Regions from separate parts of the Sus scrofa genome. Here regions 1 and 3 are each linked to region 2. Evidence: chromatin contacts called from public HiChIP or PLAC-seq and promoter capture Hi-C data. All regions are on one chromosome and are shown on one strand. Each heading gives the region's core, a stretch centred on a gene start, on an enhancer-like site or on the middle of the called end of the contact. The rest is flanking DNA. Distances are from core to core; before and after follow the strand shown.

Evidence for each region. Promoter capture Hi-C pulls out the DNA fragments that hold promoters and counts their contacts. HiChIP or PLAC-seq counts read pairs in DNA pulled down with a chosen protein or histone mark.
Region 1: a promoter capture Hi-C map of liver shows a contact between it and region 2, with 6 times the contacts expected there. The contact joins the promoter of POLR1A here to the promoter of USP39 in region 2. A contact is called at or near these places in 2 of 5 promoter capture datasets (fetal liver and liver) and 2 of 2 datasets of contacts at active chromatin or transcription factors (alveolar macrophages and skeletal muscle).
Region 3: a contact with region 2 is called in an H3K27ac HiChIP or PLAC-seq map of alveolar macrophages. The contact joins the promoter of TGOLN2 here to the promoter of USP39 in region 2. A contact is called at or near these places in 2 of 5 promoter capture datasets (fetal liver and liver) and 1 of 2 datasets of contacts at active chromatin or transcription factors (alveolar macrophages).

Annotation. Positions count from the first base shown.
Region 1 is chr3:58,668,210-58,671,941 of Sscrofa11.1, forward strand. It overlaps POLR1A (DNA-directed RNA polymerase I subunit RPA1), which reads left to right and starts at 2,168. Exons shown (of 34, transcript XM_005662406.3): 1 at 2,168-2,516. The coding sequence starts at 2,440. PTCD3 (pentatricopeptide repeat domain 3) reads right to left here and starts at 2,004. Exons shown (of 24, transcript NM_001243030.1): 1 at 1,882-2,004. The coding sequence starts at 1,985.
Region 2 is chr3:59,154,702-59,158,375 of Sscrofa11.1, forward strand. USP39 (U4/U6.U5 tri-snRNP-associated protein 2) reads right to left here and starts at 1,896. Exons shown (of 13, transcript XM_013987875.2): 1 at 1-1,896. C3H2orf68 (UPF0561 protein C2orf68 homolog) reads left to right here and starts at 1,954. Exons shown (of 4, transcript XM_003354742.4): 1 at 1,954-2,186; 2 at 2,270-2,388; 3 at 3,535-3,674. The coding sequence starts at 2,080.
Region 3 is chr3:59,424,679-59,428,154 of Sscrofa11.1, forward strand. TGOLN2 (a long non-coding RNA gene) reads right to left here and starts at 2,112. Exons shown (of 4, transcript XR_298231.3): 1 at 1,703-2,112; 2 at 281-1,194.

The DNA.
Region 1 (3,732 bases), core at 918-3,417, 490 kb before region 2:
ACAATCTAATTAAATAAAATCAGAGAAAAAGAAAAAATTTAGTAGCACTTGAACAATTTGAGAAGCTGATCTGAAATATAAGGGATTTTCAACTTTGGGAACCTAAAATATTGAGGTAAAAAAGGAAAATTTAATCAAGTCCTGCTTTTATGTGGATAACACCCTAATGACAAAGACTATCCCACTTAAAGCAATTATGACAAATTACGAAACTGAAATCACCATGGCCTTCCATCCCATTTCCTTCAACAATCAGGAATATACCAAATATACGTCCTAATTTAAACTTGGGAGTTGTTGGTATTTAACCTAAAATTAGAATCAGTGGAGTTCCCTTTGTGGCTCAGCAGTAACGAACCTGACTAGTATCCAAGAGGATGTGGGTTCCATCCCTGGCCTCGCTCAGTGGGTTAAGTACATAGCGTTGCTGTGAGCTGTGGTACAGGTTGCAGACGAGGCTTGGATCCTGCATTGCTGTGGCTGTGGCTGGCAGCTGTAGCTCTGATTCAACCCCTAGCCTAGGAACTTCCCATAAGCCGTGATTATGGCCCTAAAAAAAAAAAAAAAAAAGGAAAGAAAGAAAGAAAAAAAAATTTAAAAGAGATAAAGTCTTGAGGAACCAAATCCAAACAGCCCTAAAAAAGAAAAAAAAGATCATTGACCAATGACGTGATTTTAAAATGTTATGATCACACTAAAAAGTAGTCAACCTACCCCAGAGATAAGAAAGGATATATGCTATCTTGTGTATTTCCTTCCTAAATGGCATTGGTTATCACTCAGAAGATTGCCAAGTTGTTACTGGACGATTACTTCCTCTACTGGTTATGTTTGATCTCAGACACCATTTTAAAATTACACTTCCCCGATAGGGATCGACTTTAGGACGGGATGAACTCTTTCAAATTGTGCTGTTTCTCATGACATGTATGTGCAGAACACACACACTGCTGTCTTCTGGATGAATGCTGACAGGTGCTGCTGTTAAAGCAAAAGAAACATGTAGAAAAATATAAACTTTGGGGACTTCCAGGAAAGGAACTGGGATTGAACAGCAGCAGTGAGGCTGCTGCAGTACCAGGTGGAGCGTTTTCTCTTTCGTTGTGAGGAGAGTTGGAGGAGAGTATTATATATAAAACTTATACTGTAAATTAAACATTCCATTCATTCCTCACAACTTTTCAGATGACTATTACTAGCACCCACCTTCACATAAAGGTATTTATCTCCTACCACCTCGCAAAGGAAATGGCAAACGGTGAATTTAAAACTAGGTCGTTTTCAAACTTTTTACAACAAATTCCCGTCTCTCATACTTCCAACAACACCACTGTTTGTACTGAGTGGGAAAAAAACCACACAAATGATACATATGCCAAGCTTTAACAATCACAGCAATCCTATTCAGAACTTTTAGACTTTTCTGTTTTTATGGACACCTAGATGATTTCTTTGGCCAAACAACCAGCATACAACGGAATCCATAATCTGCCTTTAATTTGATAAGACCTGATTTACCCTGGTCCTCTCCGGCGGGTGAAAACAGATAAGGGACGATAAAATTTTTTACTTAAAGCTTGTGGCGGGGTTGCTAATAACCACACTCACTAAAATGCAAGCTCAACAACATCGGGACCCTAATCTTGCCAAGAATTTTAATCCCGGCGTATGCCAAGCAAGCAAAAAATATCCCTTTAAGAAGTGCTTTTGGATCCCTCATTCAAGGACGCGGGATCCACGTGCCGGGCTTCCCCGGTACGCGGCCGCAAGCGCGCGCAATCTTCTCCAGTACCTTGTTCCCCAGCTCTCAGGGGGAAAGAAGATACACAAGGCCAAGTTGATCCCAGGGTCTTTTTCAGGGGTCCTCCAAGTTTCTCTTACCTGCTTCTGGGGGTCCGTCCACATGGACCCACCCGCCGACCCGTCAGAGGTAAGCAAAGCCCGCTGCGGACCCCCAGCCAGCGAGCCGAGGCCACAGCCGCCATCTTTGGTGTCTTCGCATAGCATGCTGGGAAAGCACGCCCTCCACCTTAAGAGGGAGGTGGGCGGGGACTAGCTCGGCTATTGGCTGAGACCGACAAGACGAAAGCCATCGTAAAAAAGGTTTCAAACTCATGGTTTGAAATACTTTATATGGGAAGTTAAAGGCTCTACAAGCCTAATTTTCCTCTAAGACATTTCCAAAAAGTATCAATTCTATGTTTTATATGTCTTCAATCGTTTTCAAGATAAAAGGGAGAACAAGAGTCGTGAAATTATTTTCCTTCCCCCCTCAACAGAAGTAAACTCGTCCATGTACTGCTCCTTCCAGCGAGCATTTCTCCCGCGCAAGCGCAGTTTAAATCACGTGGTGGTAGCGGGCTTGAGGCCCCGTTAAGACCTTACCCGTGGCCGCTGGAATATCTGTCTGGGTAGCAGAGCTTGGAACCGACCTGGAGGATGTTGGGCTCAAAGAACATGCCCTGGCGGCGGCTGCAGGGCATTTCCTTCGGGATGTATTCAGCCGAAGAGCTCAAGTAAGGAGTTGGTGGGGAGCACGCAGAACCTCTTGCGGTCGGGGCCGTAAACTACCGTTTCCAGAAGGTCTTGAGCCCAGTTGCTCCTCTCTGGCCCTGGCTTTCTGGCGCGTGGCCTGCTGGGACTCGTAGTCCCGGGAACGTCTTGCGCTCTCAGGCATTGCCTAGAGCAGAGCGTGGCTGGGGTAGTAGAGTTTGTATGTGGGGAGGTGAAGGTTCCCAGATTGCAGCGTTATCATCTTCCAGTCTTTTTCGCTAATTAGCCAACCTTTGTGGAGTTACTATAATTATCTGACGCGGTTTGCTAAGCACATGATTCTTCTTCTCGTCTATAAAATGGTTATTCTTCAAGGCTCCTTTCAGAAGACAACTTCTCTCTCTTGGGACCTTTCTATATTTTCCGCCTATATACTAAATCAAAAGGGTTCTCTTAAATCATTTTGATCACTGCAGCATTTGACAATCTTCATATTTTCCAGGACCATATTGTCTTTAGATTTTATTTTTGCGACAAGTACTTCTTTCTTACTCCTTTACTCAACCAGTTTATCAACCCACAAACATTTATCCATCATCCCGTTTTTGCCTGGCATTCGTGACACATTGGTGAACAAAGGCTTTGTATTCATAGCTTATCTTAGAATTCTTCTCAGACTCCTTAACTAATTCGGCTTTTCCTTAAATCTTGCAATCCCTCGAGATTCTATTCTTTTTTTTTTTTTTTTGCTTTTTAGGGCCGCACCCAAGGTATATGGAGGTTCCCAGGCTAGGGGTCTAATCAGAGCTATATCTGCCAGTATACACCACAGCCACAACGCCAAATCCCAGCCATGTCTGTGACCTACACCATACTCATGGCAACGCCGGATCCTTAATCCACTGAGCAAGGCCAGGGATTGAACTGCAACCTCAGGGTTACTAGTCAGATTTGTATCTGCTGCTGTGAAACTCCTCAAGATTCTGTTCTGATCATACAGCTTTCTTGTCCTAATTGTCCTGCTTAGACACATTCACCGTTTTCATGATTAATACTCAAATTTAAATCTCCAGCACAAATTTCTTTTCCCTGTTTTTCAGACTCATGTTTTCAGCTGTGTTCTAGACATCTCTACTTGAATTTCACACAGAGGTCTTAAACCTATGAGATACACCAAAAACTCAGCAACAGCCCCTCTCCCCCGCAACGGAGGGAGAACTTGCTCCTCCAAAATAGTGT
Region 2 (3,674 bases), core at 646-3,145:
ACGACGATGAGATGAGGGAGACAAGTGACGCTGATAAAGCTCAAGCTTCAAGGCCTGAGACTTCCACGACCCCTTCCGCGACCACGAACTACTTTGTTTATATAGTTCTACTGAGTTGTGACTGACCTTCAATAAATTGCACGTTTGAAATGTGTAATTTGGGAAGTTCCCGTGTGGCTCAGCGGTTAACGAACCCGACTAGCATCCATGAGGACGGGGGTTCGATCCCTGGCTTTGCTTAGCGGGTTAAGGATCCGGCGTTGCCCTGAGCTGTGGTGTAGGTCGCAGACACTGCTCGGATCCCTCGTTGCTGTGGCTGTGGTGAAGGCCGACGGCTACAGCTCCCATTTGACCCCTATCCTGGGAGCCTCCATGTACTGCGTGTGCAGCCCTAAAAAGACAAGGGGTTCCCGTCCGGGCTCAGTGGTTAACGAATACGACCAGGAACCATGAGGTTGTGGGTTCGATCCCTGGCCTTGTTCAGTGGGTTAAGGATCCGGTGTTGCCGTGAGCTGTGGTGTGGGCCGCAGATGCAGCTTGGATCCCGCGTTGCTGTGGCTCTGGCGTAGGCCGGCAGCTGCAGCTCCAATTCGACCCCTAGTGGGAACCTCCATATGCAGCAGGATCGGCCCAAGAAATGGAAAAAAATAAATAAATAAAAAATAAAATAAAATAAAAAAGACAAATGAAACGAGTGTGCAATTTGGAATTCCGGGTGTGGTTTAGCAGGCTAAGAACCCGACACTGTCCGTGAGGATGCAGACTTGATCCCTGGCCTCCCTCAGTGGGTTAAGGATACAGCGTTGTCCCAAGCTGAGTTGTAGGTCACAGATGATGTGTGGAGGATCGGTGTGGATGTTGCATGGGCTGGCAGCTGCAGCTCCAATTTGACGTGCATATGGAACTTCCATATGCTGCAGGTGCAGCAGAAAAAAAATAAATACATAAGTTAGTCTGCTTGAATATCAATGGAGGTACATATACAGTCCAAAACCAAAGAGATAATGAACTTAACCACCAGCCACCAAGTGTTCTGCCCCCACCATTGACGTGCTTTCAGTGCACTCACTTTCTGTTTTTGTTTTTGTCCTTGTTGTTGGCCAGCTCTGGCATATGGAAGTTCCCAGGCCATAAATGGAACCCCCTACACATTAGCGACCAGAGCAGCTGTGGTAACAATGCCAGATCCTTAACCCACTGAGCCACAAGGGAGCTCCAGATCAGTGCACTTTCTAGAGTTTATCTAAATGGAAACACAGAACCAGTCTTTTTACCCCTGGCCTCGTTCACTCGCATATTTATTTTGAGATTCATCCACGCTGTTGAATGTGTAACAGCTCGTTATTTTTGACTGCTCAGCGATATTCCATCGTGTGGATGTATCAATCCATCCCTGTTCTAATCTTTTGTCTCTTTTTAAAGAGGATTCAAAAATGACACAGGCTCAGACCCCTGAAAAGCTCTAGATCCTCTCACGGAGAGAGTTAAGACGTCAGACCAGTGGGCGCTGGGTGGGCTGGAAGGGGGCATCCCCGCCACCGGTGGCGAAGGGGCCGAGGGGCCCGGTGCGGGCAGGGGGGTGGGCTGAGCAACGGGGGCGCCGCAGTTTGCCCTTCCGGGCACTGGCCTCCTCACGACCTCGCAGATCACGAGTAAGATGAGACGATCACGCAGCTGATGATGGAGTTTTCGCAGCATCTCATCACGGGAAAAAAAGACGAGAAGGCTCCACACAAATCACGGAGTGCTGTGATGGGTGCTTTGTATTTTTCTGAATTTTCTGGTGCATCAGCAGTAAGCCTAAATCCTGCTTTCTTATTGATAACGTCACAAAAAAGGCAAGGCCCCGCCGGGGGAATGGAAGTCGCGCACGTCCCATTCCCAGCACCACTCCACCAGCCCAGCTCACGCCTGGAACTCCGCGCGTGGTGACGCTCGGCCCGGTCGGCCGGTTCCCCGCCGACGTCAGGGTGCGGAGCCGGAAGTCGAGCGACGGGTGGCGCGGAGTTCTGCCTGCTGGAGGGCTGCCGTTGGAGCCGTTGAGGCGGAGGCGGCGCAGCTCCGCGCACAGAGCTCCAGATGGAATCGGCGCCGGGGCCCGGACCCGGCCTCTGCTACAAGCCGGGCGGGCGGCTGGACATGAGCCACGGCTTCGTCCACCACATTCGACGGAACCAGCTCGCCCGGTACCTCCCCGCCCCGCGCCACCGGCGCCACCCCTGGCCTGGCCTGGCCCGGCCGTCCCTGACTCCCGCTCGGCTCCCCGCAGGGACGACTACGACAAGAAGGTAAAGCAGGCGGCCAAGGAGAAGGTGAGGAGGCGGCACACGCCCGCGCCCACTCGGCCCCGCAAGCCGGACCTGCAGGTGTATCTGCCGCGACACCGAGGTGAGGCCGCCTGCCTCTAGCCCTCTGCCTGAACGCACTCTTCCTTTCTATATGGCAAAAAACAAACAACGAAAAAAAGAAACACACTCCTTAACCCCCAAGGCTCAGTTCATCTCGTCCCTTCCCGGAACTTCCGCCTCGACGCTCTCCAGCTGCCTCTCAGTGGTTCTCCCGGCAGAACAGGGACCCTCAAGACTAGTTAAGCAACACTATTACTGGACATACCTGGGAAGCGGCAGGAAGTTGTCTGCTGGTTTGCCCCCACTATACTGAATTCTCATATTCCCACCATCTAACAGAAAAAAAAAGGTTTGGCACTGTTCTAGACGACCAGGACATACCTGTGACATGAAGCCCAAACCCAGTTAATGACCTTCCCCCTAGCTTCCCACCCCCAGTTTCTCTGCCCTCTAGAGAGAGTTAAACCTACACCGCTAAATTTGTCGAGCCATCCTTAAAGTGTTTTTAGGTGTTAGGTACATCAATTCGTTTAGTTTCAAGAGGATCTCATAAAATGGGAATTTTCACGGGTTTCACAGTCAGGAAAACAGGTACAAACAAAGAGATTGAGTAACTTGCCTGAGATCTCTGAGAAGTAAATGGTAGAGCCTGGCCTGAACCCAGACAGATCCCTATCCACTTCTCTACTATTCTCCAATACTGTAGACAAAATGTGCATTCATGTACCTATTCGGAGATGGCTCTCTTCTGGTCCTGGGGCAGGGATAAAGGTGAATAAAACTGATGGGTGCCATGTTGTGCATACACACACACACATACACATTCTTGGTCCATGAGAAGATTGAGGTTTTGTTGTGTTTAGGGCTACACATGCGGCATATGGAAGTTCCCAGGCTAGGGGTCAGATCGGAGCTGTACCCACTGCCCTACACCACAGCTACAGCACACTGGATCCTAGCCACGTCTTGGACCTACACCAGAGCTCATGGCACTGATCCGAAACCACTAAGCAGGGCCAGGAATCAAACCTGCATCCTTAAGGATCCTATTCAGATTCGTCTCCACTGAGCCATGACGGGAACTCTGCTTGGGGCTTTCTTTATGGCATGTTTTCCTATATCATCTCTGTGCAGGAGCTCCAGCAGCCTTCCCCATATCCCTCTCACTCTGGTTCCATCCTTCCAGATGCCTCTACCCATCCAAGCAACCCAGACTGTGAGGAATCCAGTGAAAGCAGCAGTAGTGGCGGCTCTGAGCCAGAGCCTCCCGGTCATCAGCTCTTCTGCCTAGAATATGAGGCGGACAGCGGAGACATCACATCAGTT
Region 3 (3,476 bases), core at 862-3,361, 270 kb after region 2:
AGCCCAGCCACAGCAACACCAGATCTGCACCATGTCTGTGACCTACACCACAGCTCACAGCAACACTGGATCCTTAACCGAGTGAGGCCAGGGATCGAACACACATCCTCATGGACACCAGTCAGGTTTGTTACCGCTGAGCCATAAGGGGAACTCCTGAAGTTTGTTTTTAAATTCCCAGTGCTTACAGGCAGACGAGTGATGGAAAACTCATGCACCACGCTTTCAGGGTAGAGGAAATCCCATCCCACTCCTCTTCTTAAGGCAACTCAGGACTTACCTTCCGCTTATTGTGGTAGGCAATATAGAGGACAGCGACGAGAATGGCTGCCGTCACCAGATATGCAAAGAAGTGGCTGCTCTCTGCACTGGCATTTCCAAGATTATCCTTATAAACGTCATCCTTCTCCTTATCCAAGGGTTTCGAAAGTGCCCCTTCACGGTTCTCACTGGAGGCAGGGCCAGGCATTTCTTTCTCTTCTTTGGGTGGTATATCCTCTTCAGGCTCTGTATCCCCTTCTTCAGTCTCCTTGGGCTCCACAACTTCAGCTGGCTCTAAAGACTTACCTTCTCCCTCCTGCTGGGGAGAAGAGGAGTCCAAGTCCAGTAATCCTTTTTCCACAGGTTTAGTTCTAGGAGACTGCAGAGCTTTGTCAGCTGATGGATTTACAGCAGGCTCCTTGTTATCAGAAGAGGGGTTGGAGATTGGATTGCCGGAGTGGTCTTTGGAAGAAAGCTGCTCCAGTTCCAGTTTGCTAGGGTCCTCAATTGTGGCAGTATGCTCTTCAGATTTCCCCTTGCCAGAGCCATTATTCGTGATGTCCTGCTTCAGTTCCAACTTGTCAGGGTTGCCATCCACAGCAGGGTCCTCAGATGTCGCTCTGTCAGAGCTGTCATTCGTGGAGTGCGGCTCCGTTTTCGACTTGCCAGGGTCAACATTTGTGTTGTTGTTATGGTCGACATTCGTGATATGCTCTTGAGATTTCGATTTGTGAGGGCTGTCATTCGTGGTGTTTGGCTCCAGTTTCGACTTGTCAGGGCTGACTTCCCCGGTGTTTTGTTTCGGAATGGATCTGTCTACTTTGTCTGACTGAGAAGGCAGTTCTGCGGTTACGAGCTTGGAGTCTCCAGTAGACTGACTTACCCTCAGAGTGGGTATTGTGGAGGCTGGCACAGAACTTGACGGCACGGAGTCTGAAACAGAGAAACCAGCTAGCTAAAGAAAGGCAGGCGTGGGAGATCCCGTCCTGGCTCAGTGGTTAACAAATAGGACTAGGAACCATGAGGTTGCGGGTTCGACCCCTGGGCCTAGCTCAGTGGGTTAAGGATCTGGGAGCTGTGGTGTAGGTCGCAGACGCGGCTCGGATCCGTGACTGTGACTGTGACTGTGGCGTAGACCGGCGGCTACAGCTCTGATTAGACCTCTAGCCTGGGAACCTCCGCATGCCGCACCCGCGGCCCTAGAAAAGACAAAAAAAAAAAAAAAAAAAAAAAAAAAAAAGTGAGAGAGGGAGGCAGGCGGGGAGAACGGAATCCTTAGATGGGTTCAACCGGCAAAAAGGGGAGGGGGTGATGGTGAGCGGAAGGATGACGACAGCCGGGCAGGGAGAAAGTAAGGTCAGATTGCCCACCGGTGAGGATGGTGGGCCTGGGGGCGAGAGTGAGATGACGAGAGGCTACTAGAAGGGGGGGGGGGTCTTACCCTCCGCTGCGACGCTCAGCAAGACAAACGCAACCAGGAACCTCATCCTGGACAGACTGCACTTCCGCCCTCTACTGCTGTCGCGAGATGAGCGCGCAGACTCAGTGTTTACCGCTCCGTCCCTTCCGGCTCAAGTCTCTTGCAGCCCCGCCCAGACAGGGGGCGGGGCTTGGGAAAAGGCCAGGGTGCTCCAAGAGAGCCCCGTTTCCTTAGCTCGGTGACGGCGTTTCTCCGTGGCGTGTCTGCTGTCGCCCGTTAAAGGCGTCTCTCTCTTTTTCTGGTTTCTTTGCTTAATAGCAGCCACAGCAAACCGTCACTCTCCCTTTCCTTCTTTGCCCTCCTGATGACGAGACAGTACGGACGAGCAGGAGCTCCCCCGGCGGGTGGACTGCCCCACGGAGTGACGTCGCAGGGGGCCGGGCGCCTCTTGGCCCTATCCTCTGCCCGCAATTCTGCCTTCTACCTTTCTTGTGTTTTTTTGTTTGTTTTTTAGTTTTTTTTCCTGCAGGACACAAACGTGTGGGAATCTGGAAAGAGAAACCTAGCCTGTCACCTTTTAGCGGCAGCCTTCCCGACCCTGCTCCCCTCAGTTCTAGCTCCATGGAACCTGTGCCTTTCGCCATCGCCAAAGCTCTCTCATTAAAAAGTGCATCCTGGGAGTTCCAGTCGTGGCTCAGCGGTAACGAACCCAACTAGTATCCATGAGGATGCGGGTTCCACCCTAGCCTTGCTCAGTGGGTTAAAGATCTGTGAGCTGTGGTGTAGGTCGCAGACTCAGATCCTGCATTGCTGTGGCTGTGGTGTTGACCTGCAGCTGCAGCTCGAATTTGACCCCTAGCTTGGGAACTTCCATAAGCCGTGGGTGAGGGCCCTAAAAAACAAAACAAACATACAAACAAACAGTACATCCTTTTTCTGATGGAAGAACTTAATTATGTTCATTGTAGAAAATTCACTGAATGTGTAGAAGTAGAAAATCTTTGTTCCACCTTTCTGGCATGATCACTACTGTTTTACTGTATGCTTTTTATTTATTTATTTATTTTTTGACCATGCCCCTGGCATGTGGAAATTTCCTAGGCCAGTGATCAAACCTACCACTGCAGTGACTCAAGCCACTGCAGTGACCCAAGCCGCTTCAGTGACAACGCTGGATCCTTAACCCCCTGCACTACAGGGGCGCTCTCATTTTACTGTATTTGTCTTGCAAACATTTAATATTTTTGATTAAGTAATATAGACTGTTGGTTGAAACATCAAAACGGGATTTTTGGAAAAGTAAACAATGGGAAATTCTTGCTTCCTACCTCTCCACATGTTTCCATCTTTTTTTTTTTTTTTAAATACAAATGTACTTATTTTCCCTCTTCTTCTTGTTTACTTTCTCTTCTCATTTCTTTTCTTTTTCTTTTTTTTTTTTTTTTTTTTGTCTTTTTTTTTTTTGCTATTTCTTCGGCCGCTCTCTCGGCATATGGAGGTTCCCAGGCTAGGGGTCTAATTGGAGCCGTAACCACCGGCCTACACCAGAGCCACAGCAACACGGGATCCGAGCCGCGTCTGCAACCTACACCACAGCTCATGGCAACGCCGGATCGTTAAGCCACTGAGCAAGGCCAGGGACCGAACCCGCAACCTTATGGTTCCTAGTCGGATTCGTCAACCACTGCGCCATGGCGGGAACTCCTCTTTTCTTTTTCTTTAGGGCTGTACCCAGGGCTTATGGAAGTTCTGAGACTATGGGTCAAATCAGAGCTATAGCTGCTGGTCTACGCCA